3 separate regions of the Danio rerio genome follow, and regions 2 and 3 are each linked to region 1. Evidence: chromatin contacts called from public Hi-C data. All regions are on one chromosome and are shown on one strand. The core of a region is the stretch at or near the end of the contact, and the rest is flanking DNA. Distances in the headings are between cores, read along the strand shown.

Region 1 (4,987 bases), core at 1,329-3,828:
TCATATGCATTTGGTATGTTTGGGCTATAATTGTTGGGAGTCAGTTTTACTTAACATGTACATATGCATGTTAAAGTGAGCCGGATTGTTGTGTGCTGTGAATTCATTTGCAATATATAGCCTAACTGTTGATTAAAATTATGTTTAAGTCATTATATCACATATCTACAGCATCCTTGAGCAGAACACTTTCTCCATTTATTATTTTATCATCGCAAGAGTTTTTACGCATTTTTTTCTTTATTTTTGATATCTGTTAATAATTTTGTTAATCATTTTGCTGTCAGTTCATAATCGATGCTGGTGTATTGCATGCATGTCTGTCTGTGCGTCTTTGCTCGTCCTAATCTTGCTTTGAAAAGGGAAGAAAACGTAAGTGGCTTCGCAAGTTAAAGTGTGAAAATATTATCACTTACCTTGGTCTTGGGGTAAAATCCACTTTGCATTGGTTCGATATAATTTACTTCTGCTGGATTGCTTTCGGCTGTGTTGTTCACTGGCTTTTGAATGGTCGGTGATGAGGCACGGTGTTCAGTTTTGATCGTTTCAATAAACTGAGCAAAATTAACCGAAACGCTGTAATATTCCCGTGCGTGAAAAAACACTCCGGAGAAAATGTGTAGCGTAGACCTACAAACGCACCTCTGCAACGTCCAAGTCAATTAGAAGGAAATCTCAAAAGCATTAATCAGATTAAAATAGGCGCATGTTACTTTGGTGTATGTGAGAGGCGAGCGACCGATGTAGTTTCCATTTAAGATGGCTCTTCCACCTTAAAGAGCGATTCCAGGCAGAAATAATCCAAACGCTAGGAGGCGCCCATATACTGCTGTACGTCCAGTCTCTTCTGCATTTTTCCTCCGAGGCAGCATATGCTGTGATTTAGCACTGTACATTTTTCAGTGGACCCAACTCCGACAACCCATGGTGATACAGAAAGTAGACTTCAACAAGCGAGCTTTAAAAATGTGCTCTGACTTATAACCCGAGGAGCGAGAAGGGAGACACCTTATTTGACCACCCCGAGGCTCCCAGCTAACATCTATGTCAATTAACATAAGACTTCTGGGCTTCTTGTTTTTTCGCTGACCGTCATTTATCTTATGTTTAGGCGTTTTTCGAATGTATTGAGGGTTTCCTTATATCCATGTGATCCATGCAAGAATTTCGTGGAATAATTTATTAAATTATTTTGTAAGGTATATACGTGGTATTCCAAGGCCCTAAAAACATAGTAATCCTAAAATCTATAAGAAAACGTTGAATGCACCATTTATATATAAATAGCTAAGAACTGTTTGACCTTCGTTTTTAGGCTACCTCTAAATCTTTGCAATGCAATCAAAGTTGTCAACCAAAATATTTTTCAGGTGACTATTATTTTTATGGGCACACTCGTCATGTGTACGAAAGTTACATTAATATAAATTGATTCTGCTTTTGCAAACAATATATTAAATTGTGCTGATAACGGTATACGGCGTCAGTAGTAGCCTAATCAGTTATCCTTTTTTTGTGTACATGCACTAAAGACAGTCGATTTAAACATAAGACTAATGCATAAGTATTAGCCTACGAAAGTTTTATAGCTCATTTAGACTAATTTAATGAATACAGGCCCTATATAAATAAGTATGTGAATGCTCAAATTTATGATAAAATAAAGCAATTCTATATATATATATATATATATATATATATATATATATATATATATATATATATATATATATATATATATATATATATGCACCCTGTATTTAGTATTTTTAATATTATTCATTTAACAAGCTTTTCTCCTGTATTGCTTACAAAGTAGCATCTTGCGCGTCTTTGACATATATCTTGATTACAGTGTAAAGTGCTCGAACTTACATCAATAGTCTCTCGCGTATGTTGCTTGTTCCCTCGTGAACGCTCTCTGTTTTAAATGTATTTGTCGGTGCAATATTGACTTGATGAATGATATGCAGTTTCATGATTTATAACGAGGCGTTAATGCGGATTAATGGATTAATGGAACTGACCAAATCACACACGTTGCGGTCAGTCTATAGAGTGAATGGTGTGCAAGGCAAGTGGCAAGAACAAAAAATAAATAAATTTTGAATGGCAGTAATATCACTATCACGGACATATATTTCTTATCGTTTTGTGGTCAGATTAGAGGGACTGTAGCCTATAATTTAATATAGATTTACTTACATTTTTATAACATTTATTTTTAAAAATAAATGGATCTCTGGAGTGTGGAAACGGTGATAAAATATACGTCAAACGTGTATTTTATTTGAAACAAATAAAAAATATGACTGCATGTATTGCGATCATTTTTCCACGGAACTGTGTGCTTCTCTCTTTAGGACCAAGCGGCTCCTCGACCCTTATTCCTGGCTTTGGCAAAGAACCAAGTAGCACAAGTGCCGACTAGCCAATAGGGTTCAGGGGGAGGTCCGTGAGCTCTGACCAGTCAAACACAGTCACTTTCCATATATGGCAACTCATCTCCATGGTAACGTGTGCTAAGTTGCAGCAGTCGTGTCAAAGTTCACTATATAGAGAGCTCAGTGAGCTGATCAGAGAGAAAGCATTCTGCCAGCCCAGCGCCTACAAATCGCAGTCACTTCCTAACCTCCCCCTTTTTAACATATTTGATCACTTTGATTCTCTGTTCTCTCTCTTATTATTTTTACGCGCATGAAGGAGGTTCTATAGGTTGTGATCTTTTTGTTTTATTATCGGTCCTGCTTGCCGGAGAGTTGACTTCATATTTGACTCGAGCACAGGCTGCAACTGCGCGCGGCTGCTAGCGCTACCTCATTTGAAGAAAAGGAAGAAGCGGCAATATTTTTTGCCAGTTGTTGGTTTTCTACAAGACTTTACGCTGGAACTTCTCTTGTGTCGCAAGTATCTTTGAAAGCTGCGTGTCTCTGTGCGTCCGAACATCGCTCCACGCGTGAACTTGTTCGTCCTGCTCTGTTCGTATCTTCTTCCGCAGTGTTTATTTTCCATTTTTTTCCTTGATGGGTTTACTGGATGGATGACTGCAAGTGCCCCTGGACTTGGCCTCTAAGAGCAAGGCTGCTATTCGGCTTGCTTCAATTTTAACCACATGCCAGGTAACGCTATTTCAGTCAAGAAATAGACTACTGTTTCTCGTCGGTGCGCAACTTTGAACGGACATTCAGACTCTAACCGACCGTGCCGATCCTGAATTATTTATTTTACCCTCCTAAGTGATAGAGGCACCGTGCTGCGATATTATTTTTTTAAACAAAGCATTCCGAAACCAAAAACGGGGAACAAAAAGTTTTTTTAACGTTGACTGATAGATATGGCAATGGTAGTGTGGAGAGGCTCCCAGGACGATGTGGCCGAGACCCATGGCACCCTCTCATCGCAAACCCAAGGAGGACTATCCCTTCCGACCCCTCAACCAGGCCAGCTGGGTCTGACGGCCTCTCAGGTTGCCCCTCCGACCCCTCAGACACCCGTTCAAGGACCCCCGAACAACAATAACAACACACAGTCAACCCCGACGAACCAGACGACGCAGAGCCAGTCGGAAAAGCAGCAGCCACAGCATATAGAGTGCGTGGTTTGCGGGGACAAATCCAGCGGTAAACACTATGGCCAGTTCACTTGCGAGGGGTGCAAAAGCTTTTTCAAACGGAGCGTACGAAGGAACCTCACTTACACATGCCGTGCCAACAGGAATTGTCCCATTGACCAGCACCATCGCAATCAGTGTCAGTACTGCCGCCTCAAAAAATGCCTCAAAGTTGGCATGAGACGGGAAGGTATTCGGATTTTTGTTGTTTTACTGCTGTCTTTGTCTTTGTCTTCTGTATTTAGCCTGACTTAATCGCGCATGCTTCTTCCTGTATTTTATCCCCGACTCCTCTCTCTCAATCTGCCCGTCCACAGCATGCGAAGGAACCGCCTATAGCGCTCGAGACTGAGCGTTATCACGGCGCCCTTAATGCTCGAATAAAGAACACCCTCTCCTTAGCGACTATTTCGCATTGCACATGTTCGCAGCTTTAAACTAACCATTGCTTTTATTAGGCGACGAAAACATGGGTATTTGTCTTTATTTTTATAATCACTGCAGATATGCCGTGCGGTTATGGCGAGGGAGTATGGAGAAGCAGCGTCAAAATCACATATACACACACGCGCGCTCACATACACACACACTAAGCTAGGGACTCCAGATCGACCACAATCTACATCTCTCGCTTTTGCTCGAAAACTAGAGAATATTCACTGTTGGGCTTTTTTATTGATTTATTTCAATAAACGTTCCGCCAGACACCCAGTTCGCTCGCAAATTCTCAACAGACAGCTGAACTGACTCTGTCGCTAGCTAAATAGGTTAAGGGTTAGCATTCATGTCTTTCTTTGTGTATGTATTTACTAGACTCATGTTGTCTCAAAAACACAAAGCAGGCTAAAATGTGAAACATTTGCCAATATGTATTTTATTTATTTATTTGCTTTATTAAGTAAATCATATAATTTGGCTAAAATTATTTTGTGTAGTGTATGGTGCAGAACATTTTATGTGCATTTCAGTAAACTAGGTTGTTTATATACACGTTTTTATATATATATATATATATATATATATATATATATATATATATATATATATATATATATTTCACTAAACAGTACAACTATGGATGTCACTCTGAAAGGTTAAAAGTTCTGCACATGTCAAGTGACATATATGAATGCAATTGTTGTAGCAGCTACCTAGCAAACTGTGTGCTAACAACATGCCAAGTAAAGTAGAAAGAAGGTCAAGTTATGTGTTTTTTGTTGTAGAATTCAAGCATCAATATCTACAGTTTCTCTTTTTACTGCAGCCGTGCAAAGGGGACGAATGCCACCCACACAGCCACACCATGGTCAGTTCGCCTTGACAAATGGGGACCCACTGCACTGCCATTCCTACTTATCCGGATATATCTCTCTACTA
Region 2 (4,780 bases), core at 1,085-3,584, 570 kb before region 1:
TGCATATAAACAAAAAACAAAACCATAGCTGAAATAAATGAAATGGCCCGATGCAAAAGTTTACCCAATGTGGGTGGTTTCCTGATAATCTACAAGTGTTTATTTTTTTTTGCTTTGTGATGTTGATGAGTTTCTTATTTGCTCTAGTTAAAAAAGTTAAACTGACAGCTGTTCTTCAGAAATAAAAATCCTTCATATCCTGCAGATAGTTTTGCAGCATCTTTTGCAAATTTTAACCCTTTCCAACAGTGACTGTATTGTAGTGCGATTCTTCTTTTCACTAAGATGATGACTCCAACACAAATGTTAAAAAAGGTTTAAACCCTCGCTTGATGCTTCAGCAGGAAACACGAGTCATTACGATCCAGGGGGTGAAAACTTTTCAAATCCATAATATAAAGATAAATTTCATTTAATTTGTGTTCCCAGAAGCATTCAAGTGTTTTCTGTTATTTCCGAAAGGCGGCACTTAATAGAAAACAATAATATTTCAACAAAATAAGGAAAAACATTGACATATTCAAAATGTTGAAAAGTTTTCACCCCCAAGCTCTTAATCCTTTATGTTTGTGTAAATGCGAGAGTGTATGGATGCTTCCCAATGATGGGTTGCAGCTGGAAGGCCATCCACTGCGTAAAAGATATGCTGGATAAGTTGGTGGTTCATTCCGCTGTGGCGACCCCAGAATAATAAAAGGACTAATCTGAGAAGAGAATGAATTATTATTATTATTATTATTATTATTATTATTTTACACTACTACATGATTCATGTACTGCATGTAATGAGCCACAGGTGGGCAGCTAAGCTTGTATGTTGATTTGTGTTTTTCCCATGCACAGCATTATGAAGTATTTGTTACTCTGATGGTAAAATTGAATGGAAAAGACCACGAGGCGATGCAAATGGGTCTTTTGATCTGTCAACAGCCTGCAGATTTTTGTTTCCTCTTTTTACCCGGTAACTGCTAATGGGTAATATGATGTATTGCATGTCAGCTTGGCATTATTAGATACGCACTCAAAGACTCTTGTTCATAAGGATTTTTTTTTTTTTTGCTTATTCAGCCATTTGAATTCTCGCCTTTCATATACAAAATTACTCTGATGGATTGATAGGAAAACATGTACTAACAGGGAGAGAGAGTGAGAGAGAGAAAGGCTGGCGTAGTTGTTCAAGCTGGCAGCGCGGATTGTGGCATCTGTTGATAAAGAAACAGCATACTGCTCAAGTCAGGATTCTTCTTTTCTCCTTTCAAAACCAATTTTGATGTCTCGAGTGTTGTCATATGTTTATTTCTTCCATGAGGTGTAAAATTTCCCTAGCCTAAATGACAAATATCACGATGATTGTTGTTAATGAAGTCACATCTGAAGGAAATGGAAAAGCAAAGTAAACTTGATTAATTAGTTGGTGCACATTAAGCATTTTTAAGATGTAACCGCTTATTTTTTAGCTGAATTAGTGTACAATACAAACAGTCTAGTGTTTAGTATGTATCATGGATATCAGTTACACACATGATGTGCTTCATTCAGACACAGATGAGCATCTTTCGTGTCTTGACAACTTTTACTGCCTGTTTGGGGAAACAAGTGCCCCCTGGTGGAAATTAAACGAACTGTTTCTTCGATATTTGACTGTTATACCAGAACTAAATCCCTTGTTTATCACCGTTTGTCATTAATTGCTCATACACAGTTTAGTTCAATAACACACACACAGTGTAAGCAGAGCATCAGTGGTGTTGATACCCTTTTTAATCTGTCAACAGATCATTATAATTGAGATTTCCTTTTGTTTTATCCTCTTTTTTTTTTTCAAAAGGAAGGAGAATGTTATATAACTATTGGATTGTACTACAGGCACAGTCCAGGTGAATATTACGCAACATCTGTTGAATTAAACGTAGGTTGAACTGTAGGCGAATGGTGTCAAAGTCAAAATCACGAGCAAAAGTCATGGGAGATCAGTGGAAGCACATGCTCAAACAAATAAATCGGGGATGTGAGCGCTTGCACAGCCAGATGGTTCAAGCATGTACGTTTGCACGCAGAGGTCATCGGAATGGAGAAAATAAGAGAGAGAGGGAGAGAACACGACTCGTTTAATCCCATCGGGAGAGCCACATTCCCATAATGGGAAATTAATAACATGAGCATGATTTCAGATTAAACAGAGCAGTTAGGACCATTAGATCACTTTCATCGCTGGCATTAGGGCAGTGGATCAGGGATTTTCCCCTACACAAATCCTGCAAAGTAGGTCAGTGTCTATTGAGTATTAGCACCATGGCTGTGATCCTGTTGTTTTAGCTCCAGGACAGGGAATTAACCCTTGGGACGGCTGAACAGGATAGGGCAGGGGTTGTTTGAAGGGTAAGTTGAGGGGGTAGGATGGAGGGCATGATTGGATCAGCCCCTGGCTACAAAGATGGACGCAGTCAAATGTAGCGAGACCTAAACCGTGTGCTTTTTCTTTGTCGTCCTCTCTCACTAATACCTTTACACCTCTTTGCCTTTTCTCTTAATAGAGCCAACTGACTCTGCTGGAACTGTCCGATTGTCCAGTAGCTGTCAGCTCCCCCATTAGTTCCCTTCCCATTAGATCCTCTTTATCTGTAAGCTCTACTTCCAAGACTGAAAACAATCAGCTATTCTTGTATAGGATATTAAGACCTTTAATGCTACTTGCTGTTGCTATCTTTTCATGCAGATTAAATGTTATAGAGTATTAAGCTAGTAATACCATGCTCAGGGTTTTGATTTCGCAAAATGAAGGAACTACTGTAATAAAATAATTACAATGAATGCATATTCACCTGCCAGATGTATAAATGTAAAGAGGGTAGTACAGCCAAAACTGAAAATTATCTCCTTAGTTTAACCAAACATTATTTTAAAAAATATAATGTCACATATTAAAGATATTTAAAGAAAGAGAGGGAAAATAGTAATAAAATACTTGTATAAGTGTGTTAAAAGTATGCATGCGATGATAACCAGTTTCAAGGTTTACCATGGTTTGGAAAATCACAGTTTTAAATCATGATGTCAGAGTATTTTATTTATTTATTTATTTAAGGCAACAGGATCTCCTGCATCAAAGGCCCACCTATATCAAAAGCTATTGGTCAGCCCACAATTCAGCAAACATTTTAAAAAGTAATCACAAATGCACCTTCATTCATGCCTGCTATAGACCTGAACAGTGCAGTATTGTTTAGTGTTAAAAAAAAAGCAAAATAACAATAGAGTGATACTGTAATATTTTTATCCAAGGTTATCATATTGTCAGAATACCATGCCTATAGTTAAAAGTAGCTTTGGACCGTGCTGACTACAAATTGAATAAATGTTTACATATTTACTAATAGCAATAAATATTACAATTATTTTTTTATTATTAAAATATTTTATATTGCAGTATTGTAAGCCTCAGCATTTAAACTTTTAACAAAAGTCAAACACTTGCATAAACCCTATTAATAAATAACTGAGAATATTATATGTATTATATATTTAATACATTTATTTATTTATTTATCTTTTAATAAATTTTTTATTTAGTGAATAAAAGTCAGACTATTTTTACCATAAATACATACACACACACATACATACACAACAAAGAAAATAATAATAATACATTTTATATTTGAGAATTTATAATAAATATATTGTTGTTAAGTTTTTTTTTTTTTTAATGGAATGGATTGTTGATGCACACAAACAGACTGACACACAAGCACACTTGCATATTTGGAAATATACTTCATATGTAATACTTCATGCTTTAATATTACTTTTATAGTAAGGTCTAAACAAAATATTATTATTATTATTATTATTATTATTATTATTATTATTATTATTATTATTAGTGTTGTTGTTAGCAATAATAATAATAATAATAATAATAATGATGATGATGATGATGATGATGATGATGATTATTAGCTAGTGATGATGATGATGATGATGATGATAATAACATAATAATAATAATAATAATAATAATAATAATAATAATAATTCTTCTTCTTCTTCTTCTTCTTATTATTATAGTTATTATAATTATTATTATTAACATTAGCTAATTATTATTTTATTATAAGCAAAACATATTATTATTATTATTAGTATTATTATTATCATCATCAAATTTTATTAACACATATTATTGCTATTATATTAATAATTGTTATTTATTATTAATATTATTATTATTATCAAATATTATAGCTTTTTTATTAATAATAATAATAATAATAATTATTATTATTATTATTATTATTATTATTATTATCATTATTATTATTATTATCAAATATTATTGCTATTATATTAATAATTGTTATTTATTATTATTATTATTATTATTATTATTATTATTATTATCAAATATTATTAACAAATATTATTGCTATTATATTAATAATTATTATTTATTTATTATTATTATTATTATTATTATTATTATTATTATTGAGGCCTTTTAACTACATTGTCAAACTTTGTTGGCACTCTCTTTGGCCAAATGATATCACACCTCTCCATCTCTCTGCTTCTGGTGTGATGTGGTGGTCTAATCCGGGACAGGATATTAGACTGAAGCCGGTTGGATCTCTCACAGGAAATGCAGCTCTGAGGGGGGCACTTTCTTGTTGAATCATGTGCATAGTTTTTGACACGTGCGTCACGCCTGCGCCAGTTATTTCCACCTGACTTGCTCAACCTGGATGGTAGCTGCATGGAGGCAAGATGGTGATGAGTGGAA
Region 3 (5,005 bases), core at 384-2,883, 690 kb before region 1:
ATTGAGTTCCTCATCTTCTGACGACGCTTCCGGTTCTTCTTGTCTGTGCCTGAACATATACACTTGGCCATCTGCACTGGCATGTACATCTACTGGAGCCTGAAAGGCTCGAGGGGGAGGATCTCCACGCCTCATCACTGCAACTAGACACATTTAAAAAGAATAAACATTTGGTCCCTTTACATACATACTGTATTAGTGTTAAATGGATCAGTATTTATTTGAATGAGTACATCCCCTGTTGAAAAAAATATATATTTTTTTATTAATTTCTCAGTGAATATATATTTTAGATATTTTGATGCACTTTATCAAACAGTTACATCTAGTAAAATAAGTTCGGAAATCTAAAATCTTTAGAAATAAACAGATTCAAATGAGTTATTGTTTAATTTTAACAATAATAATTAATAATTTTATATTTTATAATAAATGATAATTTTATTTTTTCTTTCTTTCTCTAAATTTTTCCTGTTCATTATAGTTTTATTTAATATTTTCCAACAACATACAGTATTAGAGTAGTTCCAGTTTTGGCTTTGGTACTGACTAATCTAATGTATATGCAAACATGTATTATTGTAAAGCATCCAATAGAAAATATGAATTTAAAAGAAAGATCTTTGAGGGGTGTACTGCTTTATGCTGAGCACTTCGTAAATAAATATATTACAATGTTAGATTAAAGAAATATATATTTATATCTAAAATAATAAGAAACTACTGTTTTCTGTTGAGCACTTAATATGATCAAATCATTTAATAGAGAGGAACATTTTTGTTGTACTGCTCTTTATAGCAACTTCTCACGCTAACCTTTTTTCAATCCCCTGTTACTATGGGAATTATTTGGGTTTATTTAATTGTGTTTATTAATTAGGATACATGAAACACTGTAGAACTGTTCATTACTGTCAAGAAAATCAAATTCTATGTGGGATGTTGCATACTGTTAGGTATTGCTAGTAAAACAGAAAAAATAAGATATTTTAGGGTGCAAAACAAGTGTTTTATTTTCCAACATTAACGTTATCATATCATAATCTGCAATCATGTCATGTCAGGCAAAGTTGCTCTTTGTTGTAATAAAATGTTTGCGACAAAGTTATTAACTAACTGAGAAACGCACAGCAGAACACGAAACAATGTATCATTGTTGATAAGTATGTAACTAATCTGCTGACGTTTGATATCGTGAACGCTTTCTGTTTCTACTTGTAGCCTATCACAAGAAAATCAGAGTTGTAAGCTGGTTATTATCTGGCCGAAACAACAGCAGTCAAGCCAATAACACCGTTACTTGAACTGACACTCTCTCCAAAGTTATTTTGTCATCCTAAAATTGAGCAAAGATCAAATTAAAACAAAACCAAAGCATATTTTATATAGGTTATCAATAAAATAGAGTATGTAAACAGTAATCACTTATAAAGGTTAAATTACAATAGCCGACACTCGTAAGCTTAAGTTCATGTTATCAACATCGAAGTTAAAGCCTACTTTTTCATAATTATCTCAGTTATTGAACTTAATCTAAATAGCTCTCACCTTTTTAGACAAAAACAGCAACATCGTGCCGACAAAAATATCCCGAAGTGTCATTTTAGAAAGTAACTTCACACCGCAACCGAGGGTGCTTGTGAGGGTGTAGATTGACAGGTCCTCCAGCCAATCAGCTCGTTGGAAAAGGCGAGTTCTCTACACCTATTACGTAAAAGATTGCTTGCGCTATACTTTTTTTTGGATAATGTAAGCCGCGTCTAGCTTCATATCAAAACCTGATGTCAGAAGGCTACTACAAATGGTAACATTAGATGATAGATTGACCGTGAGTTTGCCAAAAGTTAGCTATAAAGTTGTAAGTTTAAAGAGTTAAGTGTGGTTGAGGTCACAGGCGTTTCTTACGTGTCACGGCAGGATGTAGTAATTTACAGTAGGTGAGTCAATAGTGGGTGTTGCCTATAATGAAATACTCGCGCCTGTCGTTTATTAGTACTGTAAGTTACGTATTGAAATTTTATGTCAGTTCCTTCTTAATGCATTAATATTGATCTTGAAGGGATGTGAGAAGAATTTAGTGAAAACCTTTACTGAAGGTACGAACATTTCCCATGGTTTTCTAATAAATATGTAGCTATAGCAAGGCTATAATAAATGTGTAGGCCTAGTAAGCCTTTTGGCACACTGATTAGCCCACTTTACTATTTGTATATCCATAATTTACCTACAAATAGGCCTGCCATTAATCTGAATGGCTAGTGTAAGTTATCAAAACCACATGGCTGATTTTAATAATTGTACTTTAACTATACGCTAATAAACTTATTATTTGTTTATTATTATTTTTTGTGACGTTCTTATAAGGGGTTTTCATAAAGAACATTTTTAATAACAAAACACGCAATATAAAATACTAACATGTTTAGTGCATATATATACTACCGGTCAACAGTTTGGGTCAGTTTTTTTTTTTTTTTCATGTTTTTTTTTTAAAGAAAATTATTCTGTAAAAAAAATTAATTGTTAAATATTTATTAACATTTTAAATAACTGCTTTCTATCTAGTTTCAAAATTATTACTACTAATTATAGTCATTATTGCATTTATTACTATTACCATTATTAATAATAATAATAATAATAATAATAGAGTGATTTAGAGTAATGAAGCTGAAAATTCATCTTTAAAATCACTGGAATAAATTATTAAACGAGATTATAAACTACTTTTAAAGAGTAATGTTATAGTGAAAAATTATTTCACAACTTTTAAAGCATTTTTTATTAAATAAATGTAGCCTTGGTGAGCAGGATAAGTGTATTTTAAAACGTTTAAAAATCGTATTTAGCCCAAACAGGCAACACAGTGGCACAGTAGATAGTGCTGTAGCCTCACAGAAAGAAAGTCGCTGGTTCGAGCCTCGGCTGGGTCAGTTGGCGTTTCTGTGTGGAGTTTCCTCCGGGTGCTCTGGTTTCCCCCACAGTCCAAAGACATGTATCTGTGAATTGGGTAGACTAAATTGTCCATAGTGAATGAGAGTGTATGGATGTTTCTTAGAGATGAGTTGCAGCTGGAAGGGCATCCGTTGCAAAAAACACATGCTGGATAAGTTGGCGGTTCATTCCGTTGTGGCAACCCTAGATTAATAAAGGGACTAAGGTGAAAAGAAAATGAATGATTGAATGACTTAGCCCAAACATTTTGCAGGTAGTGCATATATATAAACACACAGACACAATTACTGGGGTTTCAGTAATATACTCCAATAATTGTAATTATACAACCAGCAAATACATCCGCACTGTATATGTATTCAAAAGCCAATAGCAGCAGTGGGCAATAACGATGCTGCTTTTACACTAATCTTCAAATGTGTCTTTTTTCAGCCAGGTTACAAACATGAATCTGCAGTGTGACACTGTGACCTGAGCTAATCATGGAAACTTTAAAAACCATCATGTGGTTTAGAAAATGGTGTGAATTCTGCAGAACCCATAAAGATATCAGTAAGTAAACAATTTGGTTATCATATAAACTTTCCCTGCCATGTTTCTCATAATCGTTTGTTTTATCTTCCATATAGATCAACATTTTTATAACAACATGAGGGTGAATTACTGATGACAGAATTGCATTTTTGGGTAAATTGATGTTTTAATCTAGGATCTTGTCAGGCTAAAAAAAAAAAAAAAAATTCTTGAAATATTTTTATGATAATTTAAGAAATTATACTTAAGGATCAGCCCCCAAAATTTTATTTTTAGCAATAATCCTTTTCCTGTCCTTCAGGCCATTAGGTTTTGCCTATTTGCTTTAAACCACTTACATAATAATGAAATTATTTATTTACACTTATTATTTATAAGCTATTCTTTTCATATATAATAATAAGTGCAGATCAGGAATTAAGATAAGTCATTTCATTAAGACATTTCATTTTCTCATCAATATAAATATTAAATTATTCTAACATATTAATTGATTTAACATATTTTGAATCTTTACAGTAGACACTTTATCTTATTTTTCCCCCATGTATATAAAGACTCTATTGTAAATTTAAATTTGATGTAGAAAATTGGTCACTCATCTTTGGCTCATGCCAGTATCTTTTCACTTCTCACTTTAACCTTAAGATGGCGCCATGTATCTTCAATAGTTTCAAACCAATTTGCTTCAGGATGGTTCAGGGCAAAGCATTTTAAACCTCTGTTTGCCAAAGGTCCGTGTCCCTCATTCACCTCCTTTGTCAGAATATTCTTTGTCAGCATCAGAGGAAGTTGTCTGCCCCGGTCCAGGAGTCAATTACCATGGCGGGGCAGTGTCAGAGCGGGCAGTGATACTGAGGCGCTGCTGATGTGCTTCAGGTCGCCTTAGTCACTCCTGCTAAAGCACAGGTCAACGCTCAGGCTTTGCGGCTCATGATGGAGGACATGAGCCTGCCGGAGCTCATTCATATTTGGACACTGATGTAGGGAGCCCTGGGACATTTGTCAGTCCTCTTTAAGATAGACTAGATGGGTTTGTTTGAGCAGATATTTGCCCTCTGCTTGCCATTATGGGGCCAATGTATATAAATGATATAAATTTTGGTTATAGCAGGTTTGGGGTCTTTATTTTATTTTTTTAAATACTTGAAAGGCACAGTTCACCCAAAAACAAAAATTGTTATCATTTTTTTCATGCTCAAGTTGTTGGTTATTAAACAGTTGGACAGGCAATTGACTTCCATAGTGTTTTTTCCTAGTATACTATGGTAATCAATTGTTACATCAAAGTTATTCAGAGTTCAAAGGTATTATTGTCTGGATTTGCCAATATGCTACTGCTTTGAGCAAGTTGTACTTTACAGTATGTTCAAATTTATTATACCACTGAAAACATGTTTTTTTAAACGCAATATTATCCAATAATTTTAATGCAGCTGATTTATGACAGTGTTCTTGAGCTAAGTATTTTTTTTTTCAATCAGAATTGAACGCATGGTCACGGGACCCGCTTAAA

The links. A called contact is a pair of places that touch in the nucleus more often than the background predicts.
Region 2: a Hi-C map of embryo shows a contact between it and region 1, with 3 times the contacts expected there. The contact joins the enhancer-like site here to the promoter of nr2f2 in region 1. A contact is called at or near these places in 4 of 18 Hi-C or Micro-C datasets (caudal fin, embryo and hematopoietic stem cells) and 2 of 4 datasets of contacts at active chromatin or transcription factors (caudal fin and embryo).
Region 3: a contact with region 1 is called in a Hi-C map of hematopoietic stem cells, with 3 times the contacts expected there. The contact joins the promoter of lysmd4 here to the promoter of nr2f2 in region 1. A contact is called at or near these places in 3 of 18 Hi-C or Micro-C datasets (embryo, hematopoietic stem cells and an unstated tissue).

The regions. Positions count from the first base shown.
Region 1 is chr18:25,296,682-25,301,668 of GRCz12tu, reverse strand. nr2f2 (nuclear receptor subfamily 2, group F, member 2) reads left to right here and starts at 2,578. Exons shown (of 3, transcript NM_131183.2): 1 at 2,578-3,800; 2 at 4,875-4,987. The coding sequence starts at 3,335. LOC100536923 (a long non-coding RNA gene) reads right to left here and starts at 752. Exons shown (of 4, transcript XR_012394318.1): 1 at 417-752.
Region 2 is chr18:25,870,960-25,875,739 of GRCz12tu, reverse strand. All of the region lies in intron 3 of si:ch211-147m20.3 (a long non-coding RNA gene), which reads left to right. All of the region lies in intron 2 of LOC141378832 (a long non-coding RNA gene), which reads right to left. Among named protein-coding and RNA genes, the nearest start is that of si:ch211-147m20.3, 29 kb to the left of the region's middle. Within about 2 kb of position 2,334, at least 8 of the 62 cell types and tissues checked have an H3K27ac peak or open chromatin away from gene starts, as enhancers often do.
Region 3 is chr18:25,983,941-25,988,945 of GRCz12tu, reverse strand. It overlaps lysmd4 (LysM, putative peptidoglycan-binding, domain containing 4), which reads right to left and starts at 1,633. Exons shown (of 3, transcript NM_200850.2): 1 at 1,549-1,633; 2 at 1-143. The coding sequence starts at 135.